7 separate regions of the Mus musculus genome follow, and regions 1, 2, 3, 4, 6 and 7 are each linked to region 5. A link is a contact called in public Hi-C and HiChIP or PLAC-seq data. All regions are on one chromosome and are shown on one strand. Each heading gives the region's core, a stretch centred on a gene start, on an enhancer-like site or on the middle of the called end of the contact. The rest is flanking DNA. Distances are from core to core; before and after follow the strand shown. Region 1 holds the start of Prpf40b (pre-mRNA processing factor 40B). Region 2 holds the start of Smagp (small cell adhesion glycoprotein). Region 3 holds the start of Prph (peripherin). Region 4 holds the start of Tmbim6 (transmembrane BAX inhibitor motif containing 6). Region 5 holds the start of Larp4 (La ribonucleoprotein domain family, member 4). Region 6 holds the start of 4930578M01Rik (RIKEN cDNA 4930578M01 gene). Region 7 overlaps Nckap5l (NCK-associated protein 5-like).

Evidence for each region. Hi-C and Micro-C count contacts between places; a contact is called where the count stands out from the background. HiChIP or PLAC-seq counts read pairs in DNA pulled down with a chosen protein or histone mark.
Region 1: a Hi-C map of muscle stem cells shows a contact between it and region 5, with 3 times the contacts expected there. The contact joins the promoter of Prpf40b here to the promoter of Larp4 in region 5. A contact is called at or near these places in 2 of 39 promoter capture datasets (hippocampal neurons and liver), 2 of 484 Hi-C or Micro-C datasets (embryonic stem cells and muscle stem cells) and 2 of 9 other capture datasets (adipose tissue and pancreatic islet).
Region 2: a contact with region 5 is called in an H3K4me3 HiChIP or PLAC-seq map of embryonic stem cells, with 7 times the contacts expected there. The contact joins the promoter of Smagp here to the promoter of Larp4 in region 5. A contact is called at or near these places in 4 of 39 promoter capture datasets (3T3-L1-derived adipocytes, fetal liver, hippocampal neurons and 1 more), 2 of 484 Hi-C or Micro-C datasets (LSK cells and embryonic stem cells) and 5 of 115 datasets of contacts at active chromatin or transcription factors (embryonic stem cells, extraembryonic endoderm stem cells and large pre-B cells).
Region 3: an H3K4me3 HiChIP or PLAC-seq map of bone marrow-derived macrophages shows a contact between it and region 5, with 2.4 times the contacts expected there. The contact joins the promoter of Prph here to the promoter of Larp4 in region 5. A contact is called at or near these places in 3 of 39 promoter capture datasets (hippocampal neurons, liver and pre-B cells) and 1 of 115 datasets of contacts at active chromatin or transcription factors (bone marrow-derived macrophages).
Region 4: a contact with region 5 is called in an H3K4me3 HiChIP or PLAC-seq map of embryonic stem cells, with 12 times the contacts expected there. The contact joins the promoter of Tmbim6 here to the promoter of Larp4 in region 5. A contact is called at or near these places in 3 of 39 promoter capture datasets (embryonic stem cells, hippocampal neurons and neural stem cells), 5 of 115 datasets of contacts at active chromatin or transcription factors (bone marrow-derived macrophages, embryonic stem cells, stem cell-derived neural progenitor cells and 1 more) and 1 of 9 other capture datasets (adipose tissue).
Region 6: a contact with region 5 is called in an H3K4me3 HiChIP or PLAC-seq map of bone marrow-derived macrophages, with 8 times the contacts expected there. The contact joins the promoter of 4930578M01Rik here to the promoter of Larp4 in region 5. A contact is called at or near these places in 2 of 39 promoter capture datasets (liver and pre-B cells) and 2 of 115 datasets of contacts at active chromatin or transcription factors (bone marrow-derived macrophages and pancreatic cancer cells).
Region 7: a contact with region 5 is called in an H3K4me3 HiChIP or PLAC-seq map of embryonic stem cells, with 7 times the contacts expected there. The contact joins the enhancer-like site here to the promoter of Larp4 in region 5. A contact is called at or near these places in 10 of 39 promoter capture datasets (the 3T3-L1 cell line, 3T3-L1-derived adipocytes, HPC-7-derived erythroid cells and 6 more), 1 of 484 Hi-C or Micro-C datasets (cortical neurons) and 5 of 115 datasets of contacts at active chromatin or transcription factors (bone marrow-derived macrophages and embryonic stem cells).

Annotation. Positions count from the first base shown.
Region 1 is chr15:99,293,726-99,297,042 of GRCm38.p6, reverse strand. Prpf40b (pre-mRNA processing factor 40B) reads right to left here and starts at 1,805. Exons shown (of 26, transcript NM_001370635.1): 1 at 1,615-1,805. It also overlaps a transcript of Fam186b not described here.
Region 2 is chr15:100,635,346-100,638,810 of GRCm38.p6, reverse strand. Smagp (small cell adhesion glycoprotein) reads left to right here and starts at 1,871. Exons shown (of 4, transcript NM_174992.4): 1 at 1,871-2,252; 2 at 2,556-2,624. The coding sequence starts at 2,591.
Region 3 is chr15:99,053,227-99,056,571 of GRCm38.p6, reverse strand. Prph (peripherin) reads right to left here and starts at 1,398. Exons shown (of 8, transcript NM_013639.2): 1 at 809-1,398; 2 at 408-468; 3 at 136-231. The coding sequence starts at 1,365.
Region 4 is chr15:99,391,381-99,394,826 of GRCm38.p6, reverse strand. It overlaps Tmbim6 (transmembrane BAX inhibitor motif containing 6), which reads right to left and starts at 1,880. Exons shown (of 10, transcript NM_026669.4): 1 at 1,787-1,880.
Region 5 is chr15:99,971,420-99,975,040 of GRCm38.p6, reverse strand. It overlaps Larp4 (La ribonucleoprotein domain family, member 4), which reads right to left and starts at 2,261. Exons shown (of 16, transcript NM_001024526.2): 1 at 2,058-2,261. The coding sequence starts at 2,075. 2310068J16Rik (RIKEN cDNA 2310068J16 gene) reads left to right here and starts at 1,754. Exons shown (of 1, transcript NR_028124.1): 1 at 1,754-2,874.
Region 6 is chr15:98,984,412-98,988,016 of GRCm38.p6, reverse strand. 4930578M01Rik (RIKEN cDNA 4930578M01 gene) reads right to left here and starts at 2,052. Exons shown (of 4, transcript NR_045991.1): 1 at 1,931-2,052; 2 at 187-260; 3 at 1-40.
Region 7 is chr15:99,419,032-99,422,728 of GRCm38.p6, reverse strand. Nckap5l (NCK-associated protein 5-like) reads left to right here. Exons shown (of 13, transcript NM_001001884.1): 13 at 1-695. The coding sequence ends at 30. Among named protein-coding and RNA genes, the nearest start is that of Nckap5los, 12 kb to the left of the region's middle. RefSeq lists an enhancer at 1,172-2,775. Within about 2 kb of position 2,053, at least 174 of the 459 cell types and tissues checked have an H3K27ac peak or open chromatin away from gene starts, as enhancers often do. A contact at or near this core is called in embryonic stem cells, liver, pre-B cells and 1 more, where this site is marked.

The sequences.
Region 1 (3,317 bases), core at 556-3,055, 680 kb after region 5:
AATTCTCAGCCTTCAGATCTAAGGGGTAGCTCAGAACTGAGCACTCAGAAGAACAGGGAAAAAGACAAAAATAGAGAGACAGGGAAGAGAACAGAGATCACGGCTAACAGTAATGTTTGCTGGGTGCATATTATGAGCCAGAGTCACACCACATGTCCATTTAATCCTCACAACCTTCTGAGAAAGTATCCCCATTTCATGGAGAAGCTGGGGTTCTAACAGGTTACTTCGTGGCTACAGTTCTCAGAGATTAAACGGCGGAGGCAGGTTTGGAATCCAAGCAGTCCGACCCCATAAAGCTGCCTCCCAGAAAGAAGGATGGCACAGATGACATTTCTTAGCCTCATTTTTTTTAATCCCAATCCTGAGATTCTGAGACAACCAGGTGATCCTAGGTAGGCCTGGACTGACTTATTCACCAAAGGAACTGTAAGAAAATGAAGGCTAAGAGGCATATTTCTCAAAGAGAGGCAGCCATCATCAAAAAGAAACGGGGTTGGCAGAGTAGTTCAGCACTACAGTTCTTGCCGGCATTAACAAGGCCCTAGGTTCAATGCAGAGCGCTGCAAAGAACAGCTGAGCTCTAGCACCCTGTTGTCTCCACTGACCTGCAGAGCCCAAATAGGTCCAGCCCCTCCCCCACCTACTTCCTAGCCTCTACTCTGGTGTGTAAGCCCTAGCATTTCTTCTGCTCCCCACAAAGAGCCTAGAGATCTTTCTAGAATACAACATTTTGCTTCTGATCCTCCATCACCTCTTCACTCTCCCGAAGAAACAGAATGTTGTTACTTCTGGTTCTCATCGTTTTTGAACTTCCAGGGTTCAACTTCCTCTATTTATAGAGTTCTCCCATTTCTCCAACGGGATTCCCAAGGCCCAGGCCTGCCAGGACCCAGCCTTGCAAGCTTTAAATCTCTTATCCGTAAATCCCGAGAAATTTTCCCCAGTCAAGCTGAAGGTCTCCACTCCAACATCCTCCTGCTTGACGCATCCTAGAACCCCTTCGCCTGAATTCCCTCCTCAAATCCCGCCCCCTTCTGCAACGGATGGAGAGTCCGTTTATCATACTGCCCATTTTCCTTTTTAAAAGTCAATGGGAAATTCAAGGCCCAGAGAAAGGTAGTGACTTGCCCAAGGTCACACAGAGTTACCACAGTCTGTCTGAAGGCAGAGCCAGGGTTGGGACCCAGGGGCCTCTGCTCCTCCGTTTCTTGGACTACTCCGGTTCTGAGGTGGAAACCAGGAGCATCTCTTTCCTCAGAAGTCCCTCCTAACCTCGGGAGACAGGTTTTGAGAACGGATGGGTAAGGAAGGGTGTCCCCTAAGGTCCAAAGGGGCACCTGGGGCTTCCAAAAGGCACAAGCCTGGGTCTGGGGGAGGGGCACGGGCCACGCCAAATAGCCTAGGATTGGCAACTGGTTTCCATCGCCTGCCCTCCCTTCGCCCCCGACCTTTCTCCACAGACCCACCGTTCACTTCATCCCTTCCTCCTCCTCACACAGCGCCTAGGCTCTCCGTCCCCTCAGCCCCCGGTCGCACCCGCCCCCCCGCCCCCCGCCATGCACCATAATGGCCTCCCCGCCCCTTCTACCCTCACTCCCCGCCCCCACCTACCTACAGGGCTTCTTTTCCTCACCCCTCGGTCCCCTCGCCCTCCCTCAGGGTCCCGGGTGCCCCGGCGGCCCTCCCGCCTCCCCGGCTCGAGCCCGGGCCGCAGGGGGCGCTGTGAGACAGCCCCGGGCCTCTCCACCCCCGCGCGGGGACGTTACCATGCCAGAGCCTCAGAGCAGCTGGGCCGGCTCGGCCCACTCGCCAGTAAAAACAGCTCTGATTGGCCGGGCTTCGGCCGGGAGGGCGGGGCCAGTGGGGGGGTCGCACCCCTTCGTGGCCGGGGCTCCGGTTGCTCTCGCCGAGGAGCGGAGCCCCCAACCGGCCCGGTGTGCCCGGCCCGGCTCCGCCCCCGGCCCGGAGCGCCAGGCCCCGCCCCCACGTGCGCAGAATCCTGGGACCGCCCCCTGGGGCGGGGCGCGCCTGGGCCCACCCCCGGGGGCGGAGCGCGCCTGGGCGGGCCTGGGACTGACCGCGCGCTGGCTGCGCAGGGCGGCGTGGCTCTCCCGGCTCACAGCCCCCTTCTTGCCCGCGACTCCGCGGCCACCACCCAGACCGGACCGAGCCATTAATTTCTCCCGCGCAGAGGGCACTACAGCGGTTCACAGAGCGGCTCTTTTCCCTGCGTATTTTCTTTAGTTTTAATTTTTTGTTGTTGTTGGTTTTTTTCGAGACATGGTTTCTCTGTGTAGCCCTGGCTGTCCTGGAACTCACCAGGCTGGCCTCGAACTCAGAAATCCGCCTGCCTCTGCCTCCCGAGTGCTGGGATTAAAGGCGTGCGCTACCACGCCCGGCTTTAGTTTTAATTTCTTAATTCAAGAACTATTAATTAAACTCCTGTGCCAGCAGCCGTATGTGTCGGGCAAAGCCGACAAATCCCCTAAATGAGTGCGTACGTGCCTCTCGCTTAGCGCTGGGTTACTTTCAGAATCTGCCTCTGTAACATCTACAGTGAGAGATAAACGTTCAGTTATGTAGATAAGGGAACTCGAAGCTACTTAATGGGCATGCATGCTCAAGTTCTTGGGCTAGTACAGCTGGCCCTGGTTGGAGGCATTGCACCTCTTTACCCCTCCAAAGCCGGGGTAAAGACCAAGACGTTGCCTGTTTCCTTCTGTAGGTTTCTGAACCTGACTCAGGAAAACACCTCTTTATGTCTATAGACAATTTGGCTTTATCAATAGTTGTATTAAAAGTTCTTATATTCATTCTTCAAGCCAGCACTGAGTTGTAGAGGCAGACAGATCCCTGGGGCTCAGCGGCTAGCCGAACTAGCCTACATTGTGTTTTCTGACTAGTGAGAGACCTGATCTTTAAAATGATGTCCCAGGACGTCATGAAAAGCCGGACATGAGGGGAAGAAACCCTTTCCCCTGAGATCTAATTTGTCTTTCTTGAAGTGATCTCAAATAACAAATCCATGATGCACTTTAAATCTAATGTATGTCAGGTGGTAGTGGGTGTACCCCTTTAATCGAGCATTTGGAAAGCAGAAGCAGGCAAATCTCTGAGTTCGAGGCCAACTTGGTCTATACAGCAAGTTCGAGGACAGCCAGGAATACACAGGGAAATGTGTAGCCCAAAGAAGCCCTGTATCAAAACAAAACAAAACAAAACAAAACAACAAAAACAAAATAAAACCAAAACCGAGCTTAAAAAAAAATCTAAAGTCTCTTCTTTCCCTTATGTTTTCTTGCTTTTATTTTATT
Region 2 (3,465 bases), core at 622-3,121, 660 kb before region 5:
GGTAGCATGCTTGTCTAACATCCTCGGAGGCCTGGATTTGATTCCCCAGCACTACATAAACCAGGCAGGTGGGCAGACACCTACCTGCCAAGATCAGTCCTCGGAGGTGGGAGGACCAGAACTTCAAGGTCAGCTTTTGCTATGTGATACAGGTGCTGCTGTCTTTAAAAAAAAAGTCTGGAGAAACCCAGTTCAAGCCTTTTGCTTATGGGGTTTGCTTTGTCTTTGTCTCTCCCCCCCCCAATAAAATGGGAACTCTTTGGGGGAGTAGGCCATGTCCAAGTTGTAGGACTTCCTGTCTGATGGGGGTGGGGGGTAAGTCAGTAACTGCTACAACAGAGGCACAGCTAGAGTGGAAAATGCACTACGCTGTGAACATGGTACTTTACTGCGATCCCAAGGAAGCATCCAAGGGGGAAGGAAAGGGCCCACATGCTTGGGTAGTGTGGACAGTCTCAGCCGGGAACTGAACAGTTGGCCCAGACATCATCCAGGAAAAAGGCAAGGACACAGAACACGGCCACCCCAGTAGAAGCACAAGGAAGCCAATAAAGCCAGGCGAAGATAAATGTCACCTGTCTCTTGTCTGCCCTGAGGTCCCTAGAGGTCTGTTGACAAAAGCATGGCTGCTTCAGTTTCCGAGGCTTAAGTTTCACTCTTGGAGAAGACTGGCTGTCCATGTGAGACCGTGTCCATCATCGATTCACTTGACTCCTTATGGAGGTCTGACACAGACGCATCCTGAGTCCCTGCTCCCCAGACTCTGGACAGTGTTGACAGGCTGCGTCTGGGTATAGACTGGGTGTCATGTGCCAACCTGTCGTGCCAGCAATACCAAAGCTGAGGCAGTGGGTCCTAACCTGAGGCCAGCTTGTGGTTTCTGGGAAACTCAGTTGTTAGCTTTACAAGGCAGTTAGGTATCTTCACTGACTAAGCTTTCTCATCAGCCCCAGCAAAGTTTTAAGTGAGCCTGCCGGTGCCGGTGGAGGCCAGAAGAGGGCATCAAGATCTCCTGAAACTGAATCACAGGACGTTGTGAACTACTGGGAGCCTTTCTCCAGCTAACCCCTCTCCCCCCCTCCCCCGCCCCCCAAAGCAACTTTTAAAGGTTATATTTTAAAGAAAAAAAAAAAAAAAGACATGAAAGCCAAGTGTGGTTGGTCAGGTCCGACCCTCAGTGAGCTACCCAGGTAACCTGGCCAGTGTTTTTTGAGCACATTATCATGTGCTAGGTGAGGTTCTAGGCAACTCATTGGAGCTCCGCAATAACCCTAACCCTGAGTTCACACAGCTTTGCCCAAAGAATCAGAAGTAACCTGCGCTAGCTTACACAGCGGGACCACCTCCAGAGCCTGTTATATAGAATTATTGCCTCTTAGTCAACGAGTTCCTCTAGTTAATTTGGGAGCATTTCCTGTCACTGACGTGAGTCCAACTGCTGCTAAAGTACAGCACTGATGAATATTTAAATCAAGGCGCTTGCCTCGGGCTAGGACCAAGGCTGTAAAACGGCCTTACGGGAATTGCCACTTTCAGTCCCCATTTTAGGGATGAGGAAACCGACTACTGAGGTGTTCAGGAATGTGCCCACAGCCACCCAGCTGGCAAGCACTTACGCTGGAGCTTTTAATCCTAAACAGCCCACAGCCACACCTCCTACCCTCTCCACGCTCCACCGCCTCCTGGGAAGGTCGCACGCGGAAGGTCCAGGTGGCCCCGGGAGGTGCTCGGCTAAGTCGCCCCGAAGTCGCGGACTCCAGAGGGCCCACGCGTGACTGAGCTCCCGCGGGACACGCCCCTCGCTCGCCCTACAGCTGGCGCTGCCGACCCCGGCCGAGCCCGGCACGGGGGCGGAGCGGCTCCGGACAGTGGCCTTTCCTCCCGGGGGAACCTGCTGAGGGCGGCCCCGAGCTCCTTCCTGTCCCTCCCACCGCGGTCCGGGCTCGGCGGCCGCTCGGCGCGGGGTCCCGGGCGCGGCTCCGGCGACTCTCGGCCGCTCCCACCCCGGCGAGTTCAAAAGGACGCGCGGCGCCCGGCCCTGCCCGCCCGTCGGACTGGAAAGGTGAGCGCGCTGCGCGGAAGCCCGGAGCCCGCACTCGGCCGCCGCGCGCCTGCGACCTGACCCGCACGGGTACTGCGCGGCTGCAGGGACACTCGACGGCCAGGGCGCGGGCCCGGGGCACGCGGGATCCCCGGGGAGCGGGGCGCACCCAGCGGACGGCTCGGCGGGGCTCCTGGCCCTGGAAGCCCAGGTAATGCAGGTGGCTAAGGGACCCGGATCGCTCATGGGCGCAACCGGGCCGACCCTTGCTTAACTTTCCCAGGCCTGGGGAAAGGGTCACCAACGCCACCCATTCCCCGACCCTGCGACCAGGGTCAGCTCTTGGGGGAAGGATTTGTTTATGGAAGCTGATTAGAACCGAAAGGAAGAGAGTGGATATATCCAGGGGAAGGGACTCGGGGAAAACCTGGCGCCCGAGGCTCTCCTGGGATCTACAAGCCCTGCGACCTCAGGAGCCCGTCCACCTCATTCTTGTCCGTCCTTCTTCCCACAGATCTGACCCTACGAAATAGCCTGCCCTCAGCAACGATGAACAACCTACCGGCCACACCTTCTCCTGAAGGTAGGTGATGAAAGTTATGGAGTAGGGGGGCTGTTTAAGAATTCCCACCCCAGAACAGGTCTTGGAATTCCGCGAGGCCTCACTCAGTGTAGACTGGAAGACTCACCCATCCCCACCCCACTCCACCCCACCCTACCCCTACCAACCCGCTGTCGGGCCTCACGCAGGAAAAAGCTCCAAGAAAACAGAATTCAACTTCAGTGTGCCCTTTTGCGCTATTTTATTCTCAAGTCTGGACCGGACCAATTCCAAGCACTGCGAGTCACCTGGGTTTAGGAAGTTCTTTGATGCCCAAAGGAGCCATTTTTACATTCACCCCAGTAGTTAAGTAAAGGAGAAAGGGAATCTTCTAAAGATAACCGGGAGGACTCGTGATGTCGCTTAATTGGTAGAGAACTTGAGATGAAACCCATTTTGATGGCTTGTGCCTGCAGTCCCTGCAACTTGGGACGTAGAGGCGGGAGTACCAGAAACTCAAGGTTATCCTCAGCTAAATAGTGAATTTAAGTCTAGCCTGGGCTAGAGGGATGTGGGGTGTGTTTAAAAATTCTAGGAGCCAGGTGGTGAATTGAGTCTCACCTTTCCTTTCCTAATCAGGCTGGTTCTGGCGCGCTGACGGATATTTACATATTAATTGGTTTCACCTTGTGCCAGCCTGGGTGTGGGAGGAACTAACTTGTTTTCTTATGTATAGAACAAACGTTCACTTTGAGGGACACTGTTTTTTGCTGATATGAAGTTCGGGGAGGGAGAACCCGGGGAAGGCAAAATCTGAGGCAGTTTCTCCTGGAACTAGTGGAGCACGTGATTCAGACTGCTGCTTGGTGAGAAGTGGTGGGCA
Region 3 (3,345 bases), core at 149-2,648, 920 kb after region 5:
TCGCCAACAGGTGGCGCATGGGTGGGAGTCAAAAACACCTGTAAAGGGTGGGGTTGTCATCACAACGCATCCCTGTTGTCTGCGCAGCTTCAGCGAGGTCTCTCCCAAGCCTTCCCAGACACCCCGACCACCCACCTCTTCGTGTAGCTTCTTGAGGAACTCAATTTCATCCATCAGAGACTCAATCTTGCGCTCCAGTTCTAGGCGGGACAGAGTGGCGTCGTCCACGTCCTTCGCGAACGGGAATAGGGGATCAATAGGAGGGCTCCTCAGGCCAGGGAAGGGCCAGGTCTTCCCTGTCTGTCTCGGAAGCACGGAGTGGCCTCCCTTAACCCACCGATGCCACCCTGGAGACGCAGCTGGGGGTGCAGCTGGGGTGTTGGGACTCGACGTGACCCCTCACTCACCTTACGGAAGAGCACCAGGTTGTGCTCCGCATCCTCCCGCTTGCGGGTTTCTTCTTCTAACCTGACAGGCAGAGTGGGAAGATGCTGAACTGCGGGGTGACCTCCCAGACCTCGTGCCACATCCAGCACCCCGCCCCCATCTGCTTATGCAGCTGTCCTGGATCTAAAAGGAGGGATTCAGTCTGCCCGTCTAACGGACTAGGAACAGAGAAGGGAGTCCCCTTAATGTCTGGTCACTTCCGCTAGGCTCTCGGAGCAAAGTGCAGGGAGGGGGCTGGCTTGGATGCTGCAGGCTCGCCCTGGGGTTGGCCAGCCCGGCCACGCCCTAGGGCTGTTGGATCTGGAGGGGAAGGCAGGGGGAGCGAAGGGAGCGTCTGGCAGGCCCGGTCCTGCCCTCTGACCTCTGCTTGAGCGCCGCTAGGTCCTCCGCCAGCCCGTCCCGCTCCACCTGCACCCGGTCGCGCTCCCGGCCCAGCAGCTCCAGTTCGCGCCGCAGCTCGCGCAGCTCCTGCTGGCAAAGCTGGTCGGCGCGCGCCGGCTCCTGGCCCCGCGCCTGGCTCAGCTCCCCGCGCAGGGCTGCGTTCTGCTGCTCCAAGAAGCGCACCTTCTCGATGAAGTTGGCGAAGCGGTCGTTGAGCTCCTGTAACTCTTGCTTCTCGTTGCTCCGAGTGGCCAGGAACTCTTGGTTGAGGGCCTCGGCCATGGAGAAATCGAGGCGCTCCGAGGGCAAGCGCAGTGCCCCCGCTCGAGGGGCACGGAAGCTGCCCAGCCGCGCCGAGGAGCTCGGGGACCCCGAGCCCAGCAGGCGGCTGCTGGAGAAGCGAGAGCTGGACGAGTAGGAGAAAGCCCCGGGGGACAGTGAGGGCGGCGGCCCAAAGGTCCGGCGGTACGAGGTGGAGCTGATGCTGGACCGCAGGCCCGACGAGTGATGATGGCTCATGCTGGCGGAAGATGGCATTCAGCGCTTGGCAGAACTAGGCCGGGTGGCAAGGAGCTGCAGACCGATGCGGGGCGGCTTTATAGCCCTGCGGTCTCCGGGGAGGGGGGGTGGGGGGCCACGACAGCTCCTCCCACTGGCCTGACTTCAGCCTTGGGCTGTGTGGGGAGGGGGATGCCCCACCCTGCAGAGAGAGGACACCACCCCTTCCCTCTCCTGGTTGCTGGCACCCTGCCTGCTTGATTCCCCCTTGTTGCTGGCTGAGATCCGGGATGTGATGGAGGTGGGCTAAGGTCTACCTTAGAGCATGCATCCAACGCTGGAGCCTAGAATGGGAGGACATGGCTTGACCTGGGGTGCCCTCTCAGAAGAGGGGGTAAAAATTAGGGAATATGAGGACCTGAGGAAAAGGGCAAGTTTTGAGCAATGAGAAGTGGGGTAGGTGGAGGGAGAGCTAACCTGGCCTAAGCCAGGGAATTCGTGCCTCCTCCTGTCTCCTGAAACTGGGGTTCTCCTTTCACCTGTTGTCAACTGCCCCCCATCATTGGCCACAACCGAGGGCTGAGGCAGAGGGAGCTGGGGAAGAGCTTATCTCTGCCTACTCCCCAGGGCACGGTAAAGGGCTGGTGATTGGCGCCAGCTCTGCAGCTAATGGACTGACCAGCTCTCCCACCCCCACCCCCGCCCTTGGACCAGCAGAAGTTGCATGGTGATGTTTCCATCTTAAAGACACAGCCCCCAAACTCGGACGTAACACCCACCCCAACAAGAGTGGGCACCTCACAGGGTGCTGAGGATGTCGGGGTTCCAAGGGTCTGTGCCATGAAAGGGCCTGTGAGGTGCCCACTCTTGTTGGGGCTGAGTGGGCCTGTGGTACACTTTCAGCCTTTACTGGATTGGTGCCCCCTCCACACCATCTGCTGGGCAGTCACGGGCCTTACGGGAACCAGAGGAATTCCTGAAGTAGGAAGGGGAGGGGGGTGGGGGATAGCAGCTGCCAGGGCTGAAAGACATATAGACTAGTAGGCACCAGTCTCCAGTGCAGAGGAGATGCAGGTACCCAGACATGGTGCAGATAAAGGGAGATGAGATGGGAGAGATACCCAGCCACTACAGCCTGTTAGAGAGAGAAGTCCTCCGACAGGTCCACAGATAACTTGCCCAATACTCACTGAGCCAGCTTTGTAGAGGCTACAAATATGCATGTGTGCACAGACATGACAGGAATACACAGCTACACCCCTTAACAGCGCCCCCACACCCCAGTTAGCAGAAAGGCTGGTGTCTGACCTTTGTGTGACACACTACTTCCAGAATGCAGCACAGGCAGTCCCAGGAGTGGACAGAGGCCGTCTGGATTCTCTGCAGGAGAAAGGATGCTGAAGCCCTTTGGGTTTGCTGAGAGCCATGTGTCTGCTACCACTGGGGACCCTGGGACTCTCAAACAGGATGAGTCTACCTCAGTTGGGTCCTGAGAAAGAGACGGGTGTAAGAGAAGAAGGCTTGGGGTTCTAGGCTGGATGCCTGACTGGGATAAGGAGGATGGCTCCCTGCAGACTGCAGAGCAGAGAACTCCCCCACCTTCCGTGTGTCCTCCGAGATGGGTCAGAGCCAACGCCCAGTGCTGGCTTGCATCCCTAGGCTTCCGTTCCTCTCCAGGCCCCGCCTTCCTTCCAGGCTATTAGTCTCTCCCAGCTCGGCTGCCAGGTCCTGCTCTTTGATGGATCTAGTTTGGTTGCTAGGGGGATGAGAAAAGGGGGGTTGGGGAAGGGAGAACAAGGCGAATAAACCAGAGCCTGCCACACCCCAGTTGTTGCAGTGGAGAGAGGTACCTTTCGTCAGACCTGGGCTGGGGTGGGGGGCTGGTGGGTCAGAGGTGAGTATGTAGAAGAAGCCTTGGCGCCTTGGCGCTTTCAGGGCTCTGAACAATTGCTGCCTTTGGTCTGGAGCTGCACCCAGGCCAGTTCTTAGAGCAAATGATGATCCCAGAGGGCTGGAGCC
Region 4 (3,446 bases), core at 631-3,130, 580 kb after region 5:
TTTTATTCAATCTCACTCCTCTCTTTAACTCTAACATATGATTAATACCAGTTCTACTGACAATAACAAACACGTAGATGGCTCCACTGCAGGGTGCTAACCCGACAGTAGTACTGATCTGACCAACATCACAAAGTTAAAGCGGGGGGGGGGGGGGGGGGGGGGGGGGGGGGGGCCAGAACCGAACCAGCTTCAGGTCTCCTGACCTTTCCATTTCACCCACAACAGGAAAACACACTTTCAATAAGGCAGTTCCCTAACTCCGCAGCACATATGTCGGTTCCTCCCACAATGTATTTTTTAGCATTTCTACCAAGACCACGAATTTTATCTGTAACAAGGAGGAAAAACTGGAAAGGCTAAGTATCCGAATTAATGTCTCCCCTTCCTAGTCGTTAGGAAAGCAGGGCTTCATTCAGATGGACAGAGGGAGAGCAGGACCCAGGGGCGCAACCTGATTTCCCCATGATGAATAATGGAAGTGGAAAAGTGGATCTAAGTTACAGGCTGTGTTTCTCAAGGACTCCAGACACTCTCTACTAGGGGAAAACTGAGGGGAATCTAAATGTCCACTTGTTCAAGTCAAAGCAGAAAACAAATTAGACAATAAAGAAACACCAAAGAAAATAAATGTAGCAACTACTGACTTAAGTGTGTTAGCAGAAGGCATGAAAACGTGATTGGGCAATTCAGGGACTTCCTGAATCATACCTCTCTCTTAAGATACCCATACAGCCACAAGGTAAACCACATACAAATATTAATAAGTAACTACAAAGTCTGGCATTGACCTTCAGCCTTCAAATTCCTGTCTGTGTTTCAGGCAGTCAGCTCGTCCGAAGTGTTACACATTCACAGGTAGTTTGTGTAACTGGAGAGTCTCAAGTTCAAAGTGGTTTTGTTGTTTGGCCAACACAAGCCTGGTTGGACAGGCAAAGCAACCTGGCCTGGCACCAGACAACTTGTTTTTGTTTTTGTTGTTTAAAAAAAAAGAAAAGGAAAGAAACGAAGGCAGGCAAGCCAAAGCCTACTTATCAGTCAGTCCAAGAAAAACAGTACCCATCGCCGCCCTTCCGGGGCAGACTCTGGAACTCACCCAGGGTTCAGGACGAAGCAATCAAGGCCACCTCACCTGTCCAGAGGCAACCAATCAGATCAGAGTGGGGCTGCTCCGTGGGCCTGGGGAGCCAGGCTAAGCCCGGGGCTTCTCACCTCGGCCTCTACCATTGGCTTCTAAGTAACTAAGGAATCTCGAGTGTCATAAAGAAGTGTGACATCACCTGGCCCGCCGTGACAGGGCAGCCTTATAACCAGGCCTACCTCAAGTCCCCAACCCCGACGGCTCACCCAGGCGAGGCAGAGGAACCCGAGAAGGAACAGCCGAGAGGCGATCGCAGGGTGGGGCGGGGTGACCACAACGACACAGCTTTCTCTTTCGTTTACCTCAAAGTCAGGGGTGGGGGACCCGTCCCGAATTCAAGCCCTGAACTCGGCTGAGGGTGGAAGGGACGCAAGCGAGGGTCGCTAAGAGGCCTGCCTTCGCCACAGACACAGGTCCAACTGCCCGGGAGACCCCGCAGACTCGCCCCCGCCGGCGCTGCTGCGCATGCGCGGCATTAGTTCCTCCGCGTCCCTCCCCGCCCAGCTTTCCTTCGATCTCGACGCAGAACAGGCCGGGTTGCCTAAGGAGCTGATCCGTCCGAAAACGGAAGCTACTACCCTCTCCCGCGCTTGCTCCCTCCCTATCCCTCACTCCGGGTTTGCCCGATCCTAGTTTCGCACGTACCTTCTCAGCCCACCTCTCCGGAGCTTCCCTGCTCTGCTAAAACCGGATGTGCTCTGAGTCTCCGGGGGTTGGCGCTGGAAGTCTACCCACACCCGCCCCCTAGGGAAACCCCGCCCTCAGACCTGCCCAGGCGAGTTCTCATTGGCCCCCGGCTGCACTGCTCCTGTCCGTTATCTGCACGTTCATAAACAGCAGCCGCTTTCGTCAGAGTCATTGGCTAATACCCCTGTCAATCAAGACTGTAGCCACCAACCCGCACCTTAGCAATAGGCCTCCGCCTTCTTCCCCCTACATAGGAAGGATGGACGTCGGGCTTCAGACCCATGGAGTAGGAAAAGTGAAATGGGGCGTGTCAGGCTTAGACCGTTGTCATGTGAGACCACCCACCCATGACACTAAAATGTCCCAAGATGCTGGTTTTAAGCCTCTCATGGGATGGTAATGAAGGAAAGCGAGGCAGCTCTCCCTGGGATCTCTGTTTTGTTTTTTGAGACAGGGTTTCTCTGTCCTGGCCTTCCTGGAACTCACTCTGTAGACCAGTCTCTTAAGTGCTGGGATTAAAGACATACGCCACCGACACCCGGCTTTCTCGAGACCTTTTAACATTGAATATAATGGCGCTTACGCTTCAGAGCACCTTTGAAGGGCCAGCCATTCTACAGGGACCCAGGGACCCCAGCCTGGAGGGTCTGAGGCTACCCGGTAGCTCAGGAGCCCCAAGCAAACTGGCTACAGAGACCACAACCACCTGCATGGAAGTGAGTGGTTTTTGGTAGTTACCCAAGGCCCTGCAAGTCAGGTGTAACGGCCTCAAAGACCTGGTCTTGCAATCCTAACCAGCTCTTTAGAGACCTGGCCAAGGGCGGTCAAAGAGCAGGTGGTTCCCTGGCTCGCCACGTCCCTTAGGGCGTGTTCCCTAGTTGGAGCATAACCTAGTTGGAAGGAGCTGTGAAGCTAATTTTAAAAGAGAGAAAAAAACCAAAAACCAGGAGCCTTTATTTTCTTATTTTTATTTTTTGTGGCCTATGCTTTTAAAAATCAATTTCACAACTCATTAGTACTGTCTGAAATCACAAGTATAGAATGGGTTCCAGCTGGATCCTGGGTAGTTGAGGGCTGCATGCTGAATTAGGGCCCTGAAGGACTCCAGAGTGAGGCAGCCTGAGGAGTGTGTAGAGGAAAGGTGGAAGACCATCTGAGCCTCTCAGTTCTGCTTCCAGCAAAGCCCTTAGGGCTGACCATGGTTTGGGCCAAGGTAACTTTTACCTACTACACACTCAGGAGGTAGAGGCGAGCAGATCGCTGGTCTGAGAGCAGCCTGGTCTATAGAACGAGTTCCAGAACAGCCAGAAATACCCAGAGAAAGCACGGAGAAACGGGGTTGGGGGTTGGGCAGATCAGAGACAGAGACACTAGAGACAGAGAGGAGGAGGAGGGGATCGAATGGGAGGAGGTGGAGGTGGAGGTGGAGGTGGAGATGGAGATGGGGGGGGGGGGGACCAAGTAAGCCTGCACTCTGGAGGTGGAGGCTAGAGGATCTGAAGTTTCTGGACAGTCTGAACTAAGGACATCGTTTTTGATTAGTTTTTCCCAACTGGGAACTCTTGCACAGGTTATGCTCCAACTGGGGAACTAAGGGAGGTGGGGAGTGGGGAACCAC
Region 5 (3,621 bases), core at 1,012-3,511:
GTGTAGCCCTGGCTGTCCTGGAATTGGATCTGTTCACCAGGATGGCCTAACCAACCTGCCTCTGCCTCCCAAGTGCTGGAATTAAAGATGTGTACCACCCCCCCCCCTGAATTCTAACTGGTTTTAATATATTTCAAAACATTAATTTTCAATAAACTACATATGAGAAAATGATGAACTGAGTGACTAATGAGCATATTAACTAAATTTACATAGTAGTTTGGTGGAAAATACAATAATAATTCATTAGCAGAGCCAGGAGTAGAGGTGCACTCTGGGAGGTAAAGGCATATACTATGTCTAAACTTGGAAATATGCCTTTTATCCCAGGGCTCAGGAAGCAGAGGCAGTCAGATCTCTGGGTTTGAGGCCAGTCTGGTCTAAAGAGGAGTGCCAGGTAAGCCAGGGCTACAAAGAAAAAACCCTGTCTCCGGGGGTGGGGTGAACAATATTTGCACGGCATGGTAATTCCTAAAAAGGAAACTAAGCCCTGCTTACAATAAAACCTGATTTCTTGTCCTTTTCAAAACCAAGGTGAACTTAAATTAATAACAACAAAATAAACAGAAAGATTGAGTCCACTGTTCGAAATTTTTAGTGGACTGTTTCAAATATCCAAATGAATACATACTACTGACCTTCAGCATACATTAATTAAGCGTCTTTAACGCCTAATTTTTAGGATCCCAAACTTATCAACTGAAAGGTAGATCAGTAATGAGGGAAAATGAGTATAGAAGATATAAGCAGTTATTTGCTTAATATACAATACACGTGTTTGTGTGAAAATGTCCTTATGTAACACAATACCAAGTACAACGAATATACACAATGAAAAATAAGAATTGCTTATTTACTTTATGCCAGACTACCCTAAGATTCTCCCACCACCACTCTGAACACTCTTTGCCCCTAAGTTAGCCCCATCTTCCAAGTCCATTATACAACCTGTGATTCCGTCTCTCATGAAAAGATTCTTTTTATGGGCATAGTTAACAAATGCCAAGTTGCAAAGTTGCAGCTTTGCTGGATTGACGTTTTCACAATGTAAGAACAATATGATCTGGAATCTACTCAAAGCATTTGCCAGGCAGTCAGCTGATGCTCACTCAACACAACCGGGCAGAAACGAGAGAAATTAAACTTCATTATTTGTCTAAGACAGGTAATCACTACCTTGAAATCTCAAACAGGCGGACGGTAGACGGTCCAATAGAAACGGTATTTCCACCGATCCAACACCACCACAAAACCCCGGCTTCACCTAAGTTTCTCTCCTCCTTTGCAATTTTCCTTGTAACTGGCCCCGAACAGGTTCGCGGAATCAACCCGCACCACGCAGCCGCAGCCCGAGTAACTTTTACAAAAGGTCAGAGCGGTGCCTTTCAAGGCTTCCGACCCCTGTGGGGCTTCGCCGTTCGCACCAGCTCGCTTTCTCCCCCCGCACCCCCCTCGAACGTTCCAGAGCCGGCGGACGCAACCCAACAAAATTTTGGTGCAGCTTGGGGGGTCCGGAGGTGGGGGGAGCGGGCGAGCTTTCTACTCTCTTAAAAAAAAAAAAAAACAACAACAACACGCCCCTCCCCAGTTAGCGAGACAAAACCCCACCGCGCCCGCAGTTCCCCTTCTCCCGCGCTCCCACATGTTGCTCGCTCCGTCCCAGGCGGCCCCGCGAGGCCTCGCTCACCCCCAGCGCGCCCACCTGATCGCCCTTTCTCCGCAGGCTCCGCCCCCGCCGCCCGCCCGCCCGCTCGCCTCCTTCAGGAGCTCCATATGGGACACCCTCGGCTCCCTCGGCTCCTCACGCCACCTCAGCCCAGCCCCCGACGCGCCGCCTTCCCTTTCCCTGCCGCCGGGGGCCTCGACCCACACAGGCTCCTCGGGCCTGCGGAGGGCACAGCGGGGCTGCACGGCCTGCACGGCCCAGGTGCTGTGTCAGCCTCTCGTCGGGCTCCGCGGCGTGGACGGCCTGGAAAGTCACATGGCGGTGGGACCGGCCCGCGCCCCGAACACTCCGGCTCTTCTCAGAGCCCGACCGGGCGACCCGAGCCACTCACCTCAACGAAGAGCAACATGTCTGCTTCCGCTCGGCCCGATCGTTCACGCTGCCGCGACTCCAACTGGCTCCCAGGCCCGGGCCCCGGTCGGTAGGATAAGGACACTCGCCTTGCCCCTCCACCCGGCAGTGGACCCGGCTCCTCCCCCGCCGTCAGCCGCTGCGCCCTGACCCGCCCAGTCCCTCCTCCCGGGAAGCAACAACTGTTTCCGGTTCTGGAGGAAAACTGCTTCCGGGGGCGGAGGGCCTGCCCGCCCCTGTGCGTGCTTCGCTCCGGCAGGCTCGTCTGTGGCGGCGAAGGCGAAAGTGTGTGGTACGTGTCGCGTGTGGGTCGACGCCCGGGAGGCCGCGCCGGGCTGTGCAAAACGCTCACTAAAGCATTTGTACTTTCTACCAAAAAGCTGACACCGCACTGCTAACCCTTGCGCAGATTCGTGGTTAAAAACCTAGGTCCGATTAAAAAGCGACCGAGTGCACCCGCCCCTGCTGATGACGTACTGGCTCCTCCCGCCCCTCATTAGAAAAAAAAAAAAAAAAGCTGAAGAGGGAGCTAAGATACTCTTCAGCTACTCAGTGCTTGTACTTTACTAAGCATTTTGCATAAGTTAATCTTAAGACCCTATGAATGTATTGTTGGAGGAGTGCTGGAACAGTCAGATTCCTTTCGCTACAACTTTGATAAAACTTTAGCCCAAGCCCCTCGGAATCAGGTCTCATTAACATAATGATGCTCCGCTGTGATGCTTAATGCTCTACTAAAAATAATTAGCCTAGATCTCTTCTTTATTATGTTTTCATAGTCAAATAAAATAGTATACAAATATTTAATTATTTTTACTAGAGTTATTCTTCCTCTACCAGTCTCTATTGCTCCAGTTTCAAACACTTTTTTTTTTTTTAATTTAAAAAAACATGAGCCGGGCGTGGTGGCACACGCCTTTAATCCCAGTACTTGGGAGGCAGAGGCAAGCGGATTTCTGAATTCAAGGCCAGCATGGTCTACAGAGGGAGTTCCAGGACAGCCAGGGCTACACAGAGAAACTCTGTCTCAAAAAAAACAAAAAAATAAAAAATTTACATATATATATTTGTGTGTGTGTGTGTTTCCGTTTTTTTGAGACAGGGTTTCTGTGTAGACTAGGTTGTTCCCGGAACTCACTTTGTAGACCAGGCTGGCTTGAACTCACAGAGATCTACCTATCTGCCACCTGAATGCTGGAACAACACCTTAAAGTGATGTTTTCATTTCATCAACTCTTGCTTGTTTTCTTGTTTTTTTTTTTTTTTTTTTTCCCCACTTTGAGACAGGGTTTCTCTGTGTAGATCTTGGCTGTCCTAGAACTCACTTTGTGGACCTGGCTGGCCTAGAACTCAGAAATCCGCCTGCCTGTGCACCCCCACCCCCACCCCCACCGAGTGCTGAGATTAAAGGTGTGTGCCACCATGCCCAGCCCTCTTTATCTTTCTTAAAAATTTATTTTCATTCTATACATATGGCTCTTTGCCTGCAGGCATGTATATGCTCCCTCCTGCATGCCTGGGAACTGAACCTGAGTCCTCAACAA
Region 6 (3,605 bases), core at 803-3,302, 990 kb after region 5:
TCAAGAATGCCAGGGCTACGCCAAGAAACGCTCTTGCAGGCTGAGGTTGGAGAGAAGGAGAAGGGAAGGAGGAGGAGAAATCTCGTCACCGTGAAAAGGGGCTTTCTTAGCAACACTCCCTTTTCACGCTACTTACTAGTTGGTTTTCTTAGAAAAGTAATCTGACTTGGGCATGGTGAGACATACCTGTCCCTAGCACTCTGGTGGCCAAAGGAGGAGGCTGTCATGTTCCAGGGCACCCTGGCTACAAGGTAAAAACCCTGTCAACAAAACAAGAAGAAAAAAATGTGTGTGTGCCTCCCCGAATTCAATCCCTAATGCCTCAAGTCCATAAATAACACACAAAACCAAAAGGATATTTTAACGTTGTCCCTTTAAAAGAAAAGCATTCCAAACTGCTCTTCTCTGAGCTAAGCCTGGAATTAAGGCGAAGGGGCTTGGCTCAGGCCTCGAGCCTTGTCACATTCCACAAACACTTGGCCCATCTGCTGTCTGACTGATTTTCAGACCAGAAGTCACATGTGGCTTCAGCTCTTGACAGCTGAAGTTGTCTTCTTGTGGAATTGGAATTTCAGTTTGGGACTGGTTGGGATGAGTTCACACACACACACCCTAAAATCAGGTTCTGTGGGTTAGAGAAAGCTCTCTGAGCCAGGAGGGATAGGCGGACATTTTAGAAACAACACAGGCTTATTTGTTGGAAACTGCCCCCAAATCAGGCTTGTTTCATGTCTAGTACTGCTCATTGCTCGTGTGTGTTTTGGTTCCTACTAAATTTCATCTGCCCGCTAAGTATCCGCTTGTATTGTGTTTAGAACAATGGAATATTTGTGTGCTTCTGTGAGAGCTACACAGCAGGAGACTGGCTGCCCGCAGCTGCCCCAGCCCTCAGACAGCCCTGAGACCAGCCTGGTTAGCCCTCCTGGAGACCCTTCAAAGGCTCCCTTTCACATTCGAGGCTCAGCTAGAACAAATAAGCAGATGTCACCGGCTTATCTTTACGTTTGTAAGTTTAAAAAAAAAAGTTGATAAAATTTTTCATAATATTTGAAAAAAATATTAATATTCACAAATTGTGAATATTCATAATTCTGCCTTGTGTTGGTTGATGGCAGCTACCCCTACAGTGGGCATTAGCAAAGCTTTTAATCTCGGGGTTCGAAGTTCCCAAAATATGTTACCTCATATTTTAAAGAACCTCGATTTAAAAATCATAAGCGCTTTTGGGGACAAGATCTGTTTTGCACTTCATATTTTCCACACATACGTCGAGGCTTTAGACATGCAGCAGATATCCATGGAGTTCATGAGTATTAGCTAGATGCTCTGGCACACGATGGTAATCCCAGCACTCAGGAGGCAGAAGCAGGAGGTTCAGGAGTTCAAAGACAGCTCCCACCCCCACCCCCACCCCCATCCTTGAAGGTCTCAAAAGAAATAAAGCAACTAAGAAAAGCATTAAAGAGACAGCGAATGTGAGCTCATGCCAAGTTTAGGCCACACCATCGGCACAGTACAATAACGCAACATCATTTACTCCAAAAATACCCTAAGTGCTTTCCAGTCATAGATTATCTCATTTAGAAACTCAGGCTGCGGGGCTGGAGAGATGGCTCAGCGGTTGAGAGCACTGACTGCTCTTCCAGAGGACCTGATTTCAAATCCCAGCAACCACATGGTGGCTCACAACCATCTGTAAAGGGACCTGGTGTTTCTGAAGACAGCTACAGTGTACTCATATAAATAAAATATATAAATTAAAAAAAGAAAGAAAGAAACTCAGGCCGCGTCACAGGTGCGGCTGTGAGGGTTAAAGGGGGCTGCACTTGGAAAAGACCAGATGTCACTATCACCCTTTTTTTTTTTTTTTTTGGTTTTTCTGTATAGCCCTGGCTATCACCCTATTTTATATGTGACAAAGCTCACTCACACAAGAAACACCGCTAATCAACAGTCTTCCCGGCTGGCATTCTCCAGTTTTGTTACTGTTGTTTCTGTTTTGTTTTGGACAGAGTCTCCCGGTGTGGGACAGACTGGCTTCTTCAGTCTCCCAAGGGTTTGGGTCACAGCTGTGCATCCCCGTGTCCATCCTCCGGGACTTTCCAGGCTACCAACCACACCCATAGCTCCATTCCTTAACCACCCTCCCTCGAGCCACAGTGACGTGCTTCCTCTGAAAGACCATCCCAGAAGTGAAAGCGCTCAGTACACCAGGTTTGCGATTCGTTCCCTGGGCTACCTCACTTCGTGTTTACAACATCGCCTTTGTGAGTCGGCCACTAATACCTCAGGTGTAAGGAATAAAGGACTGGAGAGTGGGGGTTAACCACCCGGAGGCAGGGGGCTAACGATAAACGGTGAGAACACAGCGCGCCTGCGCTGGGTCTCTGCGCTTACCGTGCTGCTATGGGCCGCCTGCTTCTCTAGTTCCTCTGTGTTGTTAGTAACACTCCAGTCAGCCATAACGCGTGTGCCTGTTTCAACCCGCCCCGTGAATACAAACCCAGTTAGATGTTGGCTTGTGCCATGAAGTCATTTCAAGAGCTGAGTGAAAACAAGGGAAAGGTTCTGATGCTAGCCGCATCAGCTGGGAGGAAGAGGCAGAAACGTTTAAAAGGAGCTCCACAGGGCACAGAGAGGAAAAGGACAGACAAGTCAAACAGAAAATACAGCATGGCGCGGTTCCTGTTTCTAAAAGTCACACAAAACAAATGACACACTTATACACATACATCCGTGAAGACCGAAGGAGAAATGTTGGTAACATTGGCTCTCTGGACCGGGGCCTGGCTTAAAGTGACAGAGTAGTGACATTTTATAAGATAGTTTATTAACATAATGGGTATGTAAGAGAAAGAAGAACTGGGCGGGGGCAGAGACGTTGTCAGAAAATAAAAGATCAGAATAAATAAATCTAATAAACATTTAAAAAAAAGAAAAAGAAAATAAAAGATTACCCCCTTGCTGTAAAGGTTGTGGCAGGAACACACTAGGCTAAAGCCACTGGTCTGTGTCCATAGAGACAGACAGATGTCGGCTTAACCTCTCATCGTGAATTCGATGGTTTTCAATATTTAATATTTCTTACTTCTACCAAAAAGGTTCTCACATTGTGGCTCTCGGAACTGGACCAGCCTGGGCGGGGGAGGGGAGGTATCGGCTGTGTTTCTTTGTGTTGTTGGACTAATTTCCTTATCTACCAAGAGGAGAGGCTAGAAAGAGACAGGCTCCAGAGAGTGGTGTGAGGATTAAATGAGAGAATAAATGGACAATAACTCAGGCCACAGGGACATGTGGGCCCCAGCCCTCCCACTTCACCTGATCTCTAACTTTATCTTTAAGATAATTAAATGTCCCTCTCTGAGAACTTTTGTTGTTCATTACTAATGGCCTACATCAACGCCAAATTAAACGAATAAAGCCTTGGAAATTTGGTATAATAGCTTGACAGACAGGCTTCATGGATTTGAAGCTTTACATTGTGCAAATGTATCTTTCTAAGCATTAATAGTATGGTTCATCTATTAATTTTAAGAAATATATTTTACCGGATTTAAAAAATAATACATCTCTCTTCCCTGAGACATTCAATTTTTTTTTTTTTT
Region 7 (3,697 bases), core at 804-3,303, 550 kb after region 5:
TCGCTATCCTCCTGTGGGAGTCAGGGTTGAGGGACCGCACCCACTACAGTTCCTCTGGAGCTAGGGACCCTCAACGACCTGCTTCCGCGCTCCACGCCCCACGCCTTTGGGCCGGTGAAGCTTGACCTGAAGGGACCAAGGAGAAAGAGGATAAGAAGGCGATGGGGGGTCCCTGGCGTATGCCACTGCTGCTGTGGATGCGACAACCATGCTCAGCTCAGGGAGAGACCTCATCCCCAGTCCCTTGACTCCCCCAGAGTAAGGCTCTGCTCTACGGGACCGGGGGCTCCAGGCTGCTTTGTCCCAGCTCCCACTTCAGGCCGAGCCATCTTGCGGTGCTAGGCTTCCTGCCCGCCAGCTGTGCCACCTCTGCCCAACCTGGCTGCAACCCTGCCCCAAAGCCCCCATGGGGCTGATTTTGGAAGCCCCAGGCTTATGGAGTTTGGGGGTGAGGGGGACAAGTCGCCTTCACTCTGCCCTGGTCCTCCCTGCTGTCTGAATGGTGCTGCCTCCCTTCCCCACATCGTGGGGTCTGTTTGTCTGTCTTCATCTTTGTTTTTATATATATATATATATATAAGCGCCTGGCCCAGTCCCCACCCCTACCCGCACTGCGGTTAATTTATCTGTTGTTGAAAAGCAGCCCTGCTTCTGCAGCATCCCTAATAAAACGTGGAGGCCTCTCCCCACCGTGACTGTTGTGTGGCAGCCCCCCCTTTGTGCTTGCTGGCTTCTCTATAATCCTTCGGGTGGACTGGTGGGTAGGTCCAGGGACCCTCGGGTGCTCTAATGAGGCTCTGTGCCCTTCCCCTGGAGGAGCTGGCTAGAAGGTGACTTACAGTGACCTGTGTAGATCTGAAGCCCAGAGGATGTCACTGACCAGAGGGCACACAAGGCCATGCAGCCTTGGTGAGAAAGATGGGGAAGAGGCCTGTGATCATGCGCTCAAACCTCTCTATGCTCCAGGTTGGGGACTGGCCAGTTCGGAGCAGTCCCACTGGCTTTATATATAGACACGGGACAGTCAGTGACTACCCAGGCCGAGAGGGGAAGAGCCTGAGAGGACTACCCTCACACCGGCACACTATGCTGTCTCTCAACTCACTTCCTCGTGCTTTATAAACCATCTCTATATGACTCGGGAGCACTAGAAGCCAAGGATATTTATCACCAGAGCTGGCGTTCCTAAAAAAACCTATCACTACAAACCTTGGTTTTCCTCATCTGTATATTAGACTGAGAGGCCAGGTGGCCCCGCCCCATCAGCAGCCTGAGGCCAGGTGGCCCCGCCCCTGTTCTCCTTCACGCTCTACGCTCCGCCCACATCTGCCATCTTCCCTTAGCTGACGCCATCACTGAAGAAATTAACAAGACCAGAACAGGGTCTGACAATGCAGTTTTGTCCCTGCCCCTTCCTAGGTGTACTAACGGAAGTCTGCATCTTGGTTTCTGACCAACTCCTGACTGGTTTCTTGACCTGTTATTGCCCTAAGCCTGATGCATTACATCATTTCCTGTTAGAACTGCGTTGGCCTCCTAGATCCCATTCCTTCCTGGAAAGGAGTTTGGCATGGTGGGCTTTCATCTTCACTTCAAAGCTAAGACCAAAATCCATGTTCTCGACAGGGTCTGCTCAGTATGCTAGGAATTTGAAAATACCAGGTGCCACCTCGGTCCCTGGGTCAGAATGAGTTGACTGGAGAAATGTCCCAGGGCAGGATAGGCTGCAGGAACCATAGTGGTCCCGGGAGGCAGCCCTGCCCACCATGGTCAGCCATAGCCCACATGACAATCTCCCCCTCCCCCAACTCCTGCCTGATCCCAGTCAGCCATAGCCCACATGACAATGGCCCCCCTCCCCGGACCCAGGGCTCGGTTCCAACTGAAAGAATTTGAGGGCGGGAGCATGTGGGTTTATTGATACTCCAGGGAGCCCGGTTTCTTGGCGCTCAAGGAAAGCTTTGCTGAAAACCTCCTTGATCATGGCTGGGGCAGAACACTTGGTGTCTCGGTTTGCAACAGCTGCTTGTAAAGTTACTGTGACCTCACTCTCCTCAAGAACAATGGGCGAATGTTCATGTAAGACCTCAGCCGGGTTTCCCAAACACAGGAAGTTCAGACTGCCAGACAGCTGCCCTCCCCCAAAAGGCCAAAGCCAAAAGGCGGGAAAGAGGCGGGCTCCGCACACTGGCACCTCTCCTTTTGCAGGAAGCCCCCCGCCCCCACCCCTCCCTCCGCGACACCCACACACACAAAGAAAAAGAAAAAAAAAATAGCCTCTCTAAGGCTGCCAGGGGTTTATTTTATTTCCTTTTTTCTACTTTTCCCCCCCACAAATAGTATGTTTTGTTTCCTTTAAAAAAAAAAGTTTAAAAAAAGAAAACATGCTCTGTAGCAAACCCCAGCTCTAGATCCCCGCCCTTATTCTCTGGGGTAATTCAAGTGTATAAATAAATCTCTTAAAGCCAAAAGTTCACGGTAAGTACTTGTGGGGTCGTCTGTGATTTTAGGGAAGGGGACCAGCTGTTTTTTAAAGATTTATTTATTATTATATCTAAGTACACTGTAGCTGTCTTCAGACACACCAGAAGAGGGAGTCAGATCTCATTAGGATGGTTGTGAGCCACCATGTTGCTGGGGTTTGAACTCAGGACCTTTGGCTCGGAAGAGCAGTCAGTGCTCTTAACCACTGAGCCATCTCTCCAGCCCCGGGGACCAGCTTTTTAAAAACGTTTTAATTATTAAAGACCTACAAATCTGGGTTGATTCACAGCCCTCTGTCCAGTTTCAGGGTACGGTTCTTGCTTGTGGGAACATGAACCCTAGTTTCAAATAGCTGGCACCTACATAAAAGCCAGGCTTGAAGGTGTGTGTCTATAACCTCAGCACTTGGGGGTGGGGGAGGGGGCCAAGCCAGGTGGATATCAGGACTTGATAAGTAGCCAGTTGGGTCAAATGGTAAATCGCAGGTTCAATAATAGATTGTCATAAGAAGAAAGCAAGGCCCAGCGTGCTAGCACTTAGGAGGCAGAGGCAGGCAGATCTATGAGTTCTAGGACAGCCTGGTCTTCAGGGTGAGTTCTAGGACAGCCAGGCCTACACAAAGAAACCCTGTTTCCAAAAAAAAAAACAAAAAACAAAAACAAAAAAGAAAGAAATGGTCTTTTGGAAGCCAGGTGTGAGGTGTTGACACTTTGGCATCAGCATCTGGGAGGCAGGAGGCCAGGCCTTCCTGAGCTGCAGAATGTAGTAGCCTCAGCTACAGAAGACCCTGTTTCAAAAACAGTCAGACCCCTGTACAGACTCAGGGGTAAAAGGCCCTTGCCACCAAGCCTGACTCACTTCTCCAGGCCCACATGGTGGAAGGAGAGAGCAGACAGCCATCGGTTGTCCTCTGACTTCTGTGTGCTACGTACTTGCTCACACATAAATATATTTAATTAAAATAAAATATGTAAGTATATATGTTTTATAAGAATATATGGGGCTGGACAGATGGATGGCTCAGTGGTTAAGAGCATTGCTCTTCCAGAGGTCCTGAGTTCAATTCTCGCAGCAACCACACTGTGGCTCACAACCATCCGTAATGGGGTCTGATGTCCTCTTCTGGTTTGTGAAGACAGTGACAGTGTACTCACATAAAATAAATAATATCTAAATAAAAAATATAATATATATTTATAAGAAATATATAGAA